2 separate regions of the Gossypium hirsutum genome follow, and region 1 is linked to region 2. A link is a contact called in public Hi-C data. All regions are on one chromosome and are shown on one strand. Each heading gives the region's core, a stretch centred on a gene start, on an enhancer-like site or on the middle of the called end of the contact. The rest is flanking DNA. Distances are from core to core; before and after follow the strand shown. Region 1 has its middle 39 kb from the start of LOC121228455. Region 2 holds the start of LOC107948290 (CAAX prenyl protease 2).

What was found. Hi-C and Micro-C count contacts between places; a contact is called where the count stands out from the background.
Region 1: a contact with region 2 is called in a Hi-C map of leaf, with 4 times the contacts expected there. The contact joins the enhancer-like site here to the promoter of LOC107948290 in region 2. A contact is called at or near these places in 3 of 34 Hi-C or Micro-C datasets (all in leaf).

The regions. Positions count from the first base shown.
Region 1 is chrA04:50,211,761-50,218,851 of Gossypium_hirsutum_v2.1, forward strand. No RefSeq gene overlaps it. Among protein-coding and RNA genes, the nearest start is that of LOC121228455, 39 kb to the left of the region's middle. Within about 2 kb of position 5,056, at least 2 of the 9 cell types and tissues checked have an H3K27ac peak or open chromatin away from gene starts, as enhancers often do. A contact at or near this core is called in leaf, where this site is marked.
Region 2 is chrA04:50,359,377-50,366,081 of Gossypium_hirsutum_v2.1, forward strand. It overlaps LOC107948290 (CAAX prenyl protease 2), which reads right to left and starts at 4,255. Exons shown (of 7, transcript XM_016882785.2): 1 at 3,874-4,255; 2 at 3,497-3,556; 3 at 2,760-2,871; 4 at 2,304-2,375; 5 at 2,012-2,074; 6 at 1,555-1,632; 7 at 1,041-1,443. The coding sequence starts at 4,083. The coding sequence ends at 1,307. LOC107948291 reads left to right here and starts at 4,332. Exons shown (of 6, transcript XM_016882788.2): 1 at 4,332-4,752; 2 at 4,885-5,546; 3 at 5,631-5,696; 4 at 6,348-6,430. The coding sequence starts at 5,659.

The DNA of each region.
Region 1 (7,091 bases), core at 3,806-6,305, 150 kb before region 2:
TTATCTATTAATCTAATCATATCATTATTCCTATAGTTGTATAAGTAACATATTCATACTATACTATCCATGATTTCCAGTTTCTAGTTCGATCACTTTCATATAAATATACTTTAGTATGAATAGTATACATATAAGAATCAGAATTGAGACTCACCTAATTCTCACTAACGATAGTTCAAAACTCAAAATCTGGATATCCATCTCAAACCAGCAACAACCACTGCTTTCAGAAGATAAGAACATTATTAAGACTCATTCGTATACTATTGACCATCAATTCGAACACTAACAACTCCCATGCAAAGCGTTATACTTACATCTTATTGTTCATGCACCTCTTACAGACTTACTTTCATAATTGAACATGCAGAATAGTAATACTTACCCTTGAATAGAATAACCACTGATCATAACATAATCATAGCTTTTAGATTATCGATAAAGAGATACATCCAAACTTAAGGAAGGTATCAGTAAATACCACTTATAAAAAGCGGAAGAAGAAGGAAGAACCCTTTTAGAATTCATCTTTGACATATAAATATGTCTCAACTAAGTGGAATTTAACAAGTGTCATATGTTTTAGAACTTGTCTTCTTAATATCCTATAGTTTTTGAGATAAATATTTATAAATGTCTTGCAATCACAATTATCCAGATTGGCTTTTTAGTTTATTCCTAACCATGTTACTTAAAATCTAACTAGCGCAGTATTCTATATAAATCAAGCGTACTATACTTTTGGCGAATACTCCTCCTATATTACCTTTAATTTCTTAACACGAACTTTTCCTTAATACATGGTAGAATATCATAAAATCAAATTCTTTCTTACTCTTATGGTAGTTAGTATACACCCACATGTATACACCAAAACAATCTTTTGGGCAGATAACACTATGCTAGACAGACTATTTACGGCTATACGCTGAAACTTTGGACTCGCTAGATCTGGGGTGTTACATAATTATTGTGTAATATCCTGATTTTGGGCCTAGTCGGAATAGCGGTTTCGTGACCACAAAATCTGAGATAGAAATAATTATTTTTTGATTATTTTAAGGTCTATGATATGATTGCATGATTGTGTGAAAATTTCGTGAAGAAATTTTATGCATAAAGTGCTTAAATTGAAATTAGGGACTAAATCGAATAATTTGTAAAACTTGCATTCTAGAAGTTTCTAGTATGAAATTGTTTTGAAATATTAATTAGGAGGTCTTAGATAGAAATTTTACCAATTTCTAAGTCTATGGACAAAAATTGGACATGGATGGAATTTTTGGAAAGTTTAGTAGTAAGGGCATTTTGGTCATTTAGGGGTAAAATGAATTAAAATACAAAATTAAAAGCCAATTTTGCTCATCTTCAACCCCATGGCCGAATATAGCAAGGAGAAACCATGGCTAGGGTTTTTCAAGCTTCCAAGCTCGATTGTAAGTCCGTTCTAGCCTCCTTTTTAATGATTTTTACGTTTTTGGAGTCCCGGTAGCTCGATTAAGCTTATGCTAGCAATAATTTAACCTAGGGTTTATATTTGGAAAAATACCCATAGGTTAAATTTGTGTATTTTGGTGTTTTATGATAGAATATGAGGTTTTAAATTATGTTAGACAACTTGTGCTACTCGGTTTTAAGCGAAAACTAGCAAAAGGGCTTAATCGGTAAAAATACCTAATAGTCATAAGTACATGTTAGAGTGAGAATTTGATGTTGCCATAGAAGGGAAAAATTATCAGCATGTCATAAAACATAAGAAAATAGGCTGAAGTTTAATTTACGAGCTTTGGGGCAAAAGTGTAAATATGCAAAAGTTTAGGGGCAAAAATGTAATTGTTCCAAAATATGATTTTGGGTCAATTTGAATAATGTGAGTCCTAATTAGACTATATTTTAAATGATAGAGCAAGGAAAACTGAAATTCGGGCTAAAATGGAAAAATACCAAGTTGTGGACGAAATGGTAAAAGTAGCCATTTTCGCATACGAGGTAAGTTCATGTGTAAATAATGTAGCATAATTGTTATTTTTAAGTTATTGATGTTAATTATATGATATGATGATTTTTTTATCGTGAAATATTATGCTTTGTGGTTAATGTTGAGTAATATGCAAATTATGTTTACTACTTGATAAATATGAATTGCTACCGAGTATCGGTTCCGATATTCCATGGAAGACGGCAATGTGAGATCGAGGAAAAAAGCCCGTTTGAACCTTAGGAATAGATTAGGATACAAGTGACATGTCACTAGGATGGTTGAGCATCCGAACTCGTTGAGTTGAGTCCGAGTTCACTTATGGATGCGAATGTCCGAACTCGTTGAGTTGAGTCCGAGTTCACTTATGGATGCGAACGCCCGAGCTCGTTGAGTTGAGTCCGAGTTCACTTAGGGGCGGGTTACATGATTTCTTGATTACATATGAGGCACTTTTGTGCAAATTATCCGTGTATCCGAGTTGTATTCCGATGTGTTCAACGGGTGAAATTTCTAGTGAAATGAAAGAACACTTAAGATGCAAGCGACGTTTTGGTAAGTGTTGTGAAATGGACACTTTGGACAGGTATGTTCTTAACCCTCGGGTTGATAATAGATACAACAACGATAAGGTAGTAAGATGATGAATGATGTTTAGAAATATGATATATGTTTTGGTGATACCATGCTAAAGTTGTTTGGTATATTTGTATTGTTATGTTACTTGTTATTTACATATGAACTTACTAAGCATTTATGCTTACTCCCTCCTCTTTATTTACTGTAGTTTTGAACAAGCCAGCTTGGGAATCGGGACGGGTCGAAGGTTCGATCACACTATCCAAAGGACTTTCATCTGGGTAAATGGCTTGTAAAACTTAAGTATGGCATGTATAGCAATATATTTATTTTGTGTAAATAATTTTATGATATGGCCATGATTGGTTGAGAAAATGTTTGATATTGATAAGTCATGGTGATGGTTAAATTTAGATCATGTTTGATATTATGGAAGTTTAATAGGTTATCTAGTTCATAACAACTCATAAAAAGATGAAATTTGCCTTAAAACAGAATATTGCTGCAGCAATGACATGAATTTGAAAAATCACTAAAAATAGTATAAATGGAATTAAATGATGAGCAAGTTATGAAATTGAAGCTTAATGAGTCTATTTTCATACGGATAAAAAAAACAGGCATATAAATTATACTTTATGAGATATTTGAAACCTTGTGAAACAGGGCCAGAGTGATTTCTGGATCCTCTATTCTGACTTTAAAAATTCATAATAAATTGTAAAAAAATAATTAGAAGTCATTCTTTATATTTAAAGATTCCTTATCGAGTCTATTTTTAAGAGAAACAAACCTCGTAGTCATTGAAATTCTGTATAGAGAGATATCTGATTCGTAATACACAGATGTCAGAGCAGTCGAACCCTGAAACAGGGGAGACTTTAACTAATAAACTGTACTAATTGGCCCAACCAAAAATTCTAGAAAAAAATTAGTAAATAGATATATGAGTCTAGATTTATGAAAAATTTACAGATCTTGATTTCGAGTTTCATAACTCGAGATATGATTTTTCTTGTAACTGTGACGCGAGTAGCTAGAAAGCTGTGAATGTAGAAACAAAAGATTTGAAGTTCTTAATTTGATAAATTATATTCGATAACTCCTCAAGCTCGACTCCGGTGACGGTTTCGGGCGTGGGGGCGTTACATATTGTGTCGTGAAAGAACCACTACCTTAGAAGCAATTTGCACTGATTGTTGTAATCGGGTAGAGGACATCACCCTTCAAGGTTAATACAGTAATTTAGTATTCGTACACCCAAATAAAGAATGTGGAACTCAATTGGTAGTGCTCTTCTAGAAAGGAATCGGAAAGCAAAGCAGAAAATGTAATCAAAATTTTTATTGAAAAAATGCTAAAAGAAAATAGACGAGAGAAAAGAAAAAACGAGAGAAATATTGTTGTTTGTTTGTTGTGTAAAATGAGGAAAATGACCTGCTATTTATATTGTTTTTTGAAAGGGCAAAATGGTAAAATACACAATGACAGTTTTTTTAAAAAGTGCATCTGATCAAATTTTCCGCAATGGTTAGAGGTTTTTCCGCAACTAAAAATATTCTAAAAATAATTTATAAAAGAAAAAAAAGTATCCAAAAGGAAAGTGTTAGCACAAATGCAAACCAAGTTTGGGCCATGGTGATGTGCAGGCTATATTTAAACTCTCTTAGAAGCCTTTTCTCAACCAACGTGGGATTACTCCCTTTGCGTTACCAACAAACATCACTCACCGTCTTCCCGATCAATCTTCTTTTTCATGCTTCATTGCCCTTGTTTCACTCACCTTGCAATCTTCTAATTTTTATTTTCTGCTTTTGGCTTTGTTTTTCATGTTTTGTGTGGGCGTTGTCATCTCCCTCCTTGCTTTCTAGCGTTGCAAACTTCACCAGCCTGAACGGTAATGGTCAAGTGTTCCAGTGACCTCCCTTCTGGCCACTTAAAACTTAAATGTTGTTAGGATACCCCTATTGTCGTCTCTTCGTTGTACAGGGTTGGATGGGTTTTTTTTAGGTACTCGCGGTTCCTTCTAATCGTGGTCTTCGCCATTGTGCTCGTTATCTAATGGCTTTATTTGCTTTTTGTGTTATGTTGTATTGTGCTATTTTTATTTATGTTTGTTTGTTCTACGTTTGTTTTATATTTTGTGCTTCTTCATTTAAAGTTGATCAAGGAAGGTACGATCAGTCGGGAGAGTGTGAGAACTGGACCTAGAATCTTGACATCTCTTTGGGATATTTTGGATCATGTAGTCAACGTCTTTGCTTCTAGGCTTGATTCCCCCTGGCTTGTTTTTCCAATGACATAACATGATACCAACCTTAGCCTCTGATCTTGCTATATTTAGTTTCATCAAGGTGGATTTGCCTTTTCTTCATGATTATGGTTTTGCTCCTTGTTCGCCCTTTTCTGATGTGATACGTGTGATATGCGGATGGTTCTGTCCGCTTCAACTCCCTATCCGAGGGTTCGGGTTTTGCTGGCTTCGGCTTTGTCTCCAAGAGTTTGGGTCTGTGTCTATTTAGCCTTGGGCTTTTTTTGTAAGAGTGAGCCGACTAGGTCTTTGATTGGGGGTGAGATTTATATTAATCTTGTTGATATGTTGTACTTTCTGTTTTCAATGATACTTTTCTTTTATGATAAAAGAAATCTTAGCTAAACCATTTAACTCCAACTAGTTATTTAAATTGATTAAAAATTTATATAATTCCAATTATTTAATTTTAAATGTAAAATGAAAATTAAAATTTTTAAATTGAGTAAATTGTAATCATCCCTCTGTCTGAAGCACGTGGCTATTATATGCAGTAGTGCTGGGTGGCGGTTACGATTAGCCAGCCCATGATCGTCATCAAACCAGGCCAAACCTAGCTAACCATGTGCAATATCCTATATTCCTTTCTTTTATATAAAGACCATCTTTTGCCATGTGCTTCAACTTGAGCTCACTCCATCCTGGATACCTTACTAGATTTTGTTTTTTGGTTTAACATTTTGTATCAATTGCCTTCTTGTTTTTCATGTAATTACACCCATGATCATGTGCTTCCACGTCCATACCATTATAACCACATTTTTTTCTTTTTTCTTTTTCCAAAAAGCAAGTAAATAACAAAATATATAATCGTTTTCTACCTATTATAGTTCTTTTTTATAAAAATATATATATGGATAAGGAAATACAAACCTACTCTTAATAATTTAGGAATAAATATATAGAGATACTTGTATTAGGGGAAGCAAAAAAAAAAGAGAAAAGTAAATTATATATTTATAAGGAGGTCAAAATATAATTTTATTATTGCCTTAACTCATATATATATATATAATTTAATTTATGAACTATTAAAAAGTTAAAAAAAAAAAAGACATTTGATGACAGTGTGTGTTAAATATTTTCATTAATAAACTATAAACAATTTAATCTCCGTCAAAATAAACAAATTAATATATTCTTTGTAGCATTCAAAATTGAATCATGTGTAAATGTAAAATTGGTTAACCTCAAAAAATTTTAAAAATTATAAAATATTTTCAAAATTATTTTTATTAAAAATTTTCAAAAATTAAATAATTAGTTCCTAAATTTTGGGAAAAATAAAAAATAAGTTCTTAAAAAGAGAAATTATTTTATGGATCATTTCCATCACATCATTCATGGTCCATTTTTAATTATTTAATGACATTTCGACCATTTTTTTATGTCATTGATACATAATTTTAGAAATTCTTTTACATTGAATCCCGAACCAAACACTCTAAACCTTAAATCTTAAATCCCGAATCCCAAACATAGAACCCTAAACCCTACCCTTGAACCCAAACCTTACCAATAAACTCTAAACCCTAAACTTAAACCTTAAACCTAAACATTAAACCATGAATCTTAAACCATAAACTCCAAACTCCAACCTAAACCTTAAACAAATTGAACCTTGAACTCAGAATCCTAAAACTAAATTGCGTTTTTAACTTCAAATGGTATAAATTGCTCATGACTAATGAAAATAGTCAACATTGTTATTAGCTGTATATGTAAAAATTTTATACTGATTAAAATTTTACTATTAAAAATCAGAAATATTAAGTAAAATAATTAAATTAAGCATAGAATTATCTTTTAAAAAATATAATATTACATGCATTAAAAATAAAATAATTTGTATTAAATGTTGCAATGGTTTAACTTTTCTTAACATATAATGGAAAACATTAATATCATAATAAATATATCCATTTAATTGATTAAAATTGTGATAAATATATTAAATTATAAATTTAATGAGATTTAAAATTAAAAATGCTACTAAATTTAGCATACAAATTAAAATGGATATTTCTTTGGAAAACGATAAGCTCTCTAAATCTCGATTTGTTGATGACCGGAAAACAAAAAAAGTTCAGTTTAAAGAGCAGGATGTTGATGTTCATTATGGATCTGATTTCGCTACCAAAAGTATCTTGGAAACAGATGCTGCTGGTGAAAGAGGTTTCAGTTCAAGAGGAAGGGCCCCGATCTAATGAAAATGATATT
Region 2 (6,705 bases), core at 3,005-5,504:
TCCACTTCAATCTTACCTTGCACCTCCACCCATCAATGCCTTGTAATTTTTTAGGTTTTAATCTCGAATACAGGGGTTGCTTCAGTTTGGTGTTGCATTGTTGTAAAATCAATAGTTATAGTATTTTGTGTTTTTTTTTTTTGAATGTATAAACAGTTCTACATGTATTTGTAAAAAATATCTAACCAATGTCAGTCTAATATTCATAGTTGTCATAAAGGATTCAATTATTTATACAGAACTAAGTTCTTCACAGAATTATTTTTACTAATACTACTTTGTGGAAGTTTATCAAAATAAAACCTTAAAAGGAAATAAATATAATAAATACCGATTATTAAAATTAGTAAAAAGATAGAGAAAAAAGAGTCAGATTAGATAGTAGCTAATTGGTCAGTTTTTTTTTTAATGTTATTTAATGGGTTTAAAATATTAAATTAAAGAAATAAATTAAATAAACTAATTGAATTGAAAAACAGAGAAAAATCAAATACTTTTTGCACACCCTGGTCAAATCAAAGGGGTGAACTGAAAATATATATCCAACAATAAAGAATAATTTAATACTTTTTAATGTCAATATAATCTAGATTATTTCTTAAAGTTGGTCATCATTAATAGTTGATTTTTCATTCAATCAAAGTCATCAGTTGAAAGTGCTGAGCTATCCTTCATATTATTTTCATTAATTAATATTAACATTGTGAATTTAAAATGATATATAAAACCGTGGCAAGGGAAATAAAAAATATAATAAAACTTTGAGAAATTAAAAAAAATTCCAAGATCCATCTCAGAAATTTAAAAAAAAAAATTATTATTTAAATATGAAATCAATAAATAAATTTAATCAAATCAAACCTAAGTTTAGAAAATGTTACTTATCAAACTCGAGCTTTCAAGAAGCTAATATATATCTTCTTATATATTTAAATTTTCTGTACTATAACCTAAATCACCTTTTCAACTCTGAGTCTAACAACTTCAACGCCAAAATAAAATAAATTTCAACCAAAACAAAGATAAGGAGAGAAAAAAGGTGAGCAAAATACTTGAGTCGAGATCAGGATCTAATGTAAAACCAAAAAGATTTTACAACAATTGGACGGGCAAAGTCAAAAAACCATCCTGAAAGATTACAACAGGATTTGATCATGAAATGGTTCAAAAATACACATGCTTCCAATCCCTAACTACACTCGTTTCATCGTTTGTTTATACTATTACTATTCCATCTAGTCAATGCTCCGATTTGGCAAACAACCCATGTCAGACCAAAAAGTCCTTCCCCTTTGGACCGTCATTACTATTTGTTCCATGAACAATATCCTTGCCAACATCTGCAATTATTGGTACTCTCATTGTAGAGGTCCGGCCATGTTATAGGAAACAAAAGCCACACAAATGATACCATTCCAGCTACGAATGCGATGCTAACTAGCCCTATCAATATAATGGACCAAAAAGGTAAGCAATTTGTCCAGGCATACATACTAGTACACTGAGAAAGCAAAATTATAAAGGGACCCAAGTAATAGAAACTCTAATCCGTACCTTTCCTATGTACAAACAGCACCGGCAATCCCATATAATTGCAAAATGCATGGGCAACTAAAGGAGCGACAATGTTTCCTGCAAAGAATTAATATACGTAGAATCAATGAGGCAGAATGATAAAGTGTAATGAGACAATAAACTGACCCATAGCAAAAACACCTGTATTGTTCTAGATCTGTATAACAAAATATCACAATAATAAGAACAATAACAATAAAATTTCCCTTTTATCTGCTTCTAGGTTATTTTCTACCTAGGGTCAATACTACAGCAACTGCATCCATATTTCACCATTTTTTATCTATTCCTAATTTACAGAAAGCTGAAATGAGTAAACGAAAAAGAAATCTCTTTCCAACACAAAAGCAAACCAGAAATGGAGTGGGACCAATATGTACTTAGGAAAAAGATCACAAAAAAGGCAATAACATTTATCAGCAAATTGACCACCAACCTGTTCGAATGAAGAGAAATGAAGCGTATGAACCGAAGATCACAGTGTAGCCAAGCTGGAGACCTGAGAACCACATCACAAGAAACAACAATGTATTAGCATCTAAAAGACATAAAACAACATTCTTGCTCCTAAAACAAGGTTCAAAAGCTTCAAGCCAACCAAAGTTTCTACCTAAAAGACAAAAGCAATCAACCCACTCTACACTTATATTATATAAATATATATATTGTCTTTCCTCTTAAAATAACATTCCAACCATCACATTCAAGCAGGAAAATCTAGTTTGTACCTACAACCAAGGAGGCTTTAAGCAAGCTATAGTTATGTCGGCTGTAGATCTCCATCATATGGTTCAAATGTGCTGCAAGACATTGACAAAACAGAGTTGAAACAGTTTATATGCCATTCAACTCAATATGCAATGTGGCAGAAATAGAAAGCATTATGGTTAAGAAATGCAATAAATGCACAAGCACATAATTGAGCAACACCTGCAAATATCAACAAGAACATGCAAAATAGGATAATAAGATTTTAAAAATGGATCATTTCGTGCCAACCTTATCCTTTTTAACTTATTTATACTGTGGTAAAAGTTAAAAAAACAGATTGTTGCACCGATACATACCACTATATATGCAATGAAAGCATGTCTAAGCTATTACAAATACTTAACACCCAAAGGAAAAAAGATAATAAATCCTCTCATGAATGATCGAACTGTGTTAAACAAAAAAAGACTCACCTAAACTGAAGAAAGTAGGGCAGAGAAAAATGACATTGTATGCTTTAAATCCCCCACAAAGAAGTAAAGGAATCATACATGCTCTAAACACCAACTCCTCCGTCACTGGTGCCTGTTCATTAAAGTACTATTAAGGAATGAAGACTGAAGAAACAGGGAACAATTTCGAAAATTTCCTTCTAATTTTCAATTATTGCTGTTCTCCTAAGAAGGATTGTTAAACATTGAACAATAAGCAGGACATGTAACACAATATTCAATCCATTTGCAAGACTACTTTCTAGAATAAGCAAGCACAATGCAACCTTTTCAACAATAAAATATTGCAAACACACCCTATTTATAGACCTTACAATTATTTGCATTCACTCAAAAGATGAAGAAATTTAAGTGGTAAGCATACTAACCACAATAAAATTCCTCCAGAATAAAACATTGGAAGTTACTGAAGACATCTGGACCGGGAGGCTAAGAAGGGTACTTTTTATACAACCTAACAGTGGCTCTCCCTCTTGATGTCTATGCTCCTTCCACTTATTTACCAATAACATGGACTTGAATATCAAAGATCCAGCATACATAAGAGAAGTCAAGAAAAGAGGAAAGACGATTGCTTGCCACTGTTTCACACATAAAATTGCATTTCAAGAACTGATTTTGAACCAGCAGATCATAAACATAAATAATAAATCCATAACAAAAATGTAGGAAATATACTCCATAAGTATGATTCTTACAAAATGATCCGATCGAATGCCATAAACCCCAAACGAGTAAGATGCCTCCCCACCTGTTATCTACGCATAATCGAACATTGTTAGAATAATAAAAAAAAGGAACAAACGTGTTTTGGATATAAAAACAAATAATAGCACTTCTGTAAAACGCAAAATGGATGATTTTACATTCACATGAAAATGTTAAATGGCTTTAGTTCAATGCATGTTAACAATTCAATATTTCGCTCATCTCTAATTATATATGAGTTCACTTTTTAGCTCAATGAATTAAGTTTCCACTTACTTCACAGAATGACAGAAATCTCAACTTAGTTCATAATTATATAATAATAAATGAGTGAAATAAAAATGAGAGACAAAGGAAAGAGGTATACCGGAAGGACGAAAGCGCAGAAAATAACGGACGCGACGGAGCAAACGGCGGCGCAAATGAACCGTCGGATCATGAAATTCTCGTAGGATTGGGGAGGCGGGAGGCGGAGGATCAGAGTGGGAGCGTAAAGAATAGAAACATAAAACAGTGTCATAGCGATGCAAGCAATCACCGCTACTAGCTTCGATAACCTACCTTCGCTCTCTTCCATGTCTGGATTCGAAGAGGCGGCAGCCAGGATCGCCGGAGAGAGGAAGAGAAGGTGGGAAAGAAAAGCCGGTTCCGGTTCAATATCTTCTCCGTTTGATACCCTTTCAGTGAGAAGGGGCTTCGGGTTTTGACTTGGGGCGGTTCTTGTTTGAGGGTTTTTGGGTCACTTCAAAGCCTCAAAGTAAATTTGGGCCGAAAAGAACCCCTCATTAACACTTTCACCATGTTTGGTTGGGTGTATTGGCTAATCGGTGGGCCCCACCTAATCTCCCTCTAATCTGCCGTTTGGTTCAATGTATTGCTAATCCCCCTCTAATCCGTTACTTTCCTAATCCCCGAAATTCTCTGTTTTGTAATCCCTGCCTCCTCCTCAGTTTACACCCGTTTTACAGCCTTAGCCCTAATTTGCCCTCCCAACTAGAAATCCACCTCCAGCCTCTCCCTCCCAACATCAAACAGAACCTGCGAGCGAAGTCACCTCCAGCCTCTCCCTCCTCAAAACACGCTTTTAAGTTTCTCTCTTCCGCCACCGTCTTCTTCATCATCTTCCCCTCTTTCTTTATTTTTTTTAATTTCAACACCTAACATACATGTTTCATTTCGCAGAAGCCATCTTTATCTGTTTCTCATGTGACTCTGAAGCCTCATTCTTTCCTTCAACGTACCCAAGGTAAAGTTTTCTCAACTTCTTCTCAATCATTTATTTCCATCTACTTGCCTTTCTGTTTTAATTCTTCATGACTTTGGAATTTCTTGCATAAATTTCTATGAAGACAATACTGCTGATGTTTTGGAATTTAAGTTGAAGGAGCTCTCAGCCGTCCATTCGAAATCCCCTTCCGTTCATCAATTCTCTGTCGCCTTCACCAAGACACTGACCCCTCTCTTTCAAATTCTAAAGTGAACCGCCACCGTGCAATGTGTTGTATGCTTTGTTTCAGCAAGGTCCTGGCCCGAGATCCCAACGACACTTCCGCTAGTAATGAGTTATTGGAGGAATTTTTGAAGTTCCTTTTGGTTGGGGCTACTGCAGCTAATAAAACCGCATGATTAGAGCTTGCCAAATCATTTCCGAGATAAGCTCTTTTAAATTCTGGCTTCATTTTTTAAAATCTGTTTTAGCGTTTTGATTTTTAGGAATTATAGTTTGTGCTATATTGTTTGTATTTCGTTTAATGAGTTCCTAATACTTTCGTTTAATGGATTTTAAGCAGCATATTGTTTGTATTTCGATTTCATTATTGGAGCAGTTTTATCAACTGTTCCCACTATCGGTAGGCAACTTGGTTTTAGATATGGTTGATTTACATGATTGAGGCTTTCTCCTTTTGATGGTTTTCTGTTTTGTTTGTCCACGGAGGAGCTATTATTTGAACAAAGTGGTCGTGTGAAATTTAGAACAGAATCTACGTTGTTGATTCCTTGGACCGAGAGAGGATTCGCCAAGCTAAACAGGAATTTCAGGTTGTAAATTTAGAACAAGCACAAACTTGTTAGCCAATATGGTTGTACATAGTCTCTTTTTAGTTCTTAATAATTTTTTTCCAGGCCATAATCAATGATCCATTTATGAGCAATGCTATCATCTTGGTGTTCGCCAACAAACAGGACTTGGTATGATTCAGTTAGCTGTTTGAGACCCGTCTTTTTTTCTGTGTATAGCAAAATGCATGCAATATTTGCTTGAACTACTGAGAACACATGCATTTTTTTAGTTGCTGGAAGTACCAATGTCAAGGATAATTTAGTTTCGAAAAATAGGTTCTGCTGTTGTTTGCATAGTTTTGAAGAATGTGTCTGAATAGAATGTAATCTTAGCTCCAAGGCCCTTAGATTGACATGTTTCGCCTTGTTCTGCTCCCTTAGATTGACATGTTTCGCCTTGTTCTGCTTCTTGAAGAAGGCCTGATTTTCATCATTGTATGAATATTGTAATTCCCTTAAATCGATCATGTAAGGCATAATAATGGATAAAGCATATGAAGTTGCAGTATGGGTGCTTTGCTTCCCTGAACTAGACATTACTAAATTTTGCCTTCTTTTATCATTTTTTTTCATGTTGTTTTTAGCTTTGAAGATTAATTAGCTAAGAATTTGAAACACTAAAATGATATTTAAATAGATTTGGAAAATTTTATAAAAATTACTGATCTGTTTGTCTTCCGCAAAACCTAGAGTTTTTTTTAATTTGTTTTCCATATAATGTTTTATGGTTTTATAGTCGAACATCTGATTTTTCCCTTTTCAACGGAGGGGAAACTTTAGGTGCAGTACAAGTTCAATAGGAGTGCAATCCCAACTTGGTATACTTTCACAACTTGGTATCCATATATTCCACTTGAGAATAGGTACTCATTATTTATCCATTTTCCCTTTTTGATCAGATTTAAAGCTAATATTGAAAGGAATCATTTAATTTAATTCATCTATATTATTGCCCAAGTTGAAAAATGAAATATCATTTTTCCTTTCTAAATTAGATGCTAATCACAGACAGCCTGCGAAAGTGAGTTTTTATTGCATAACCTTCATTTTCAATTTTTTATTGCAAATGCTTACATGTTGAGACATGGATTTTATTGTTGTATGTTGAGTTTATATGTAAAAGGTACTGAATGCTAAA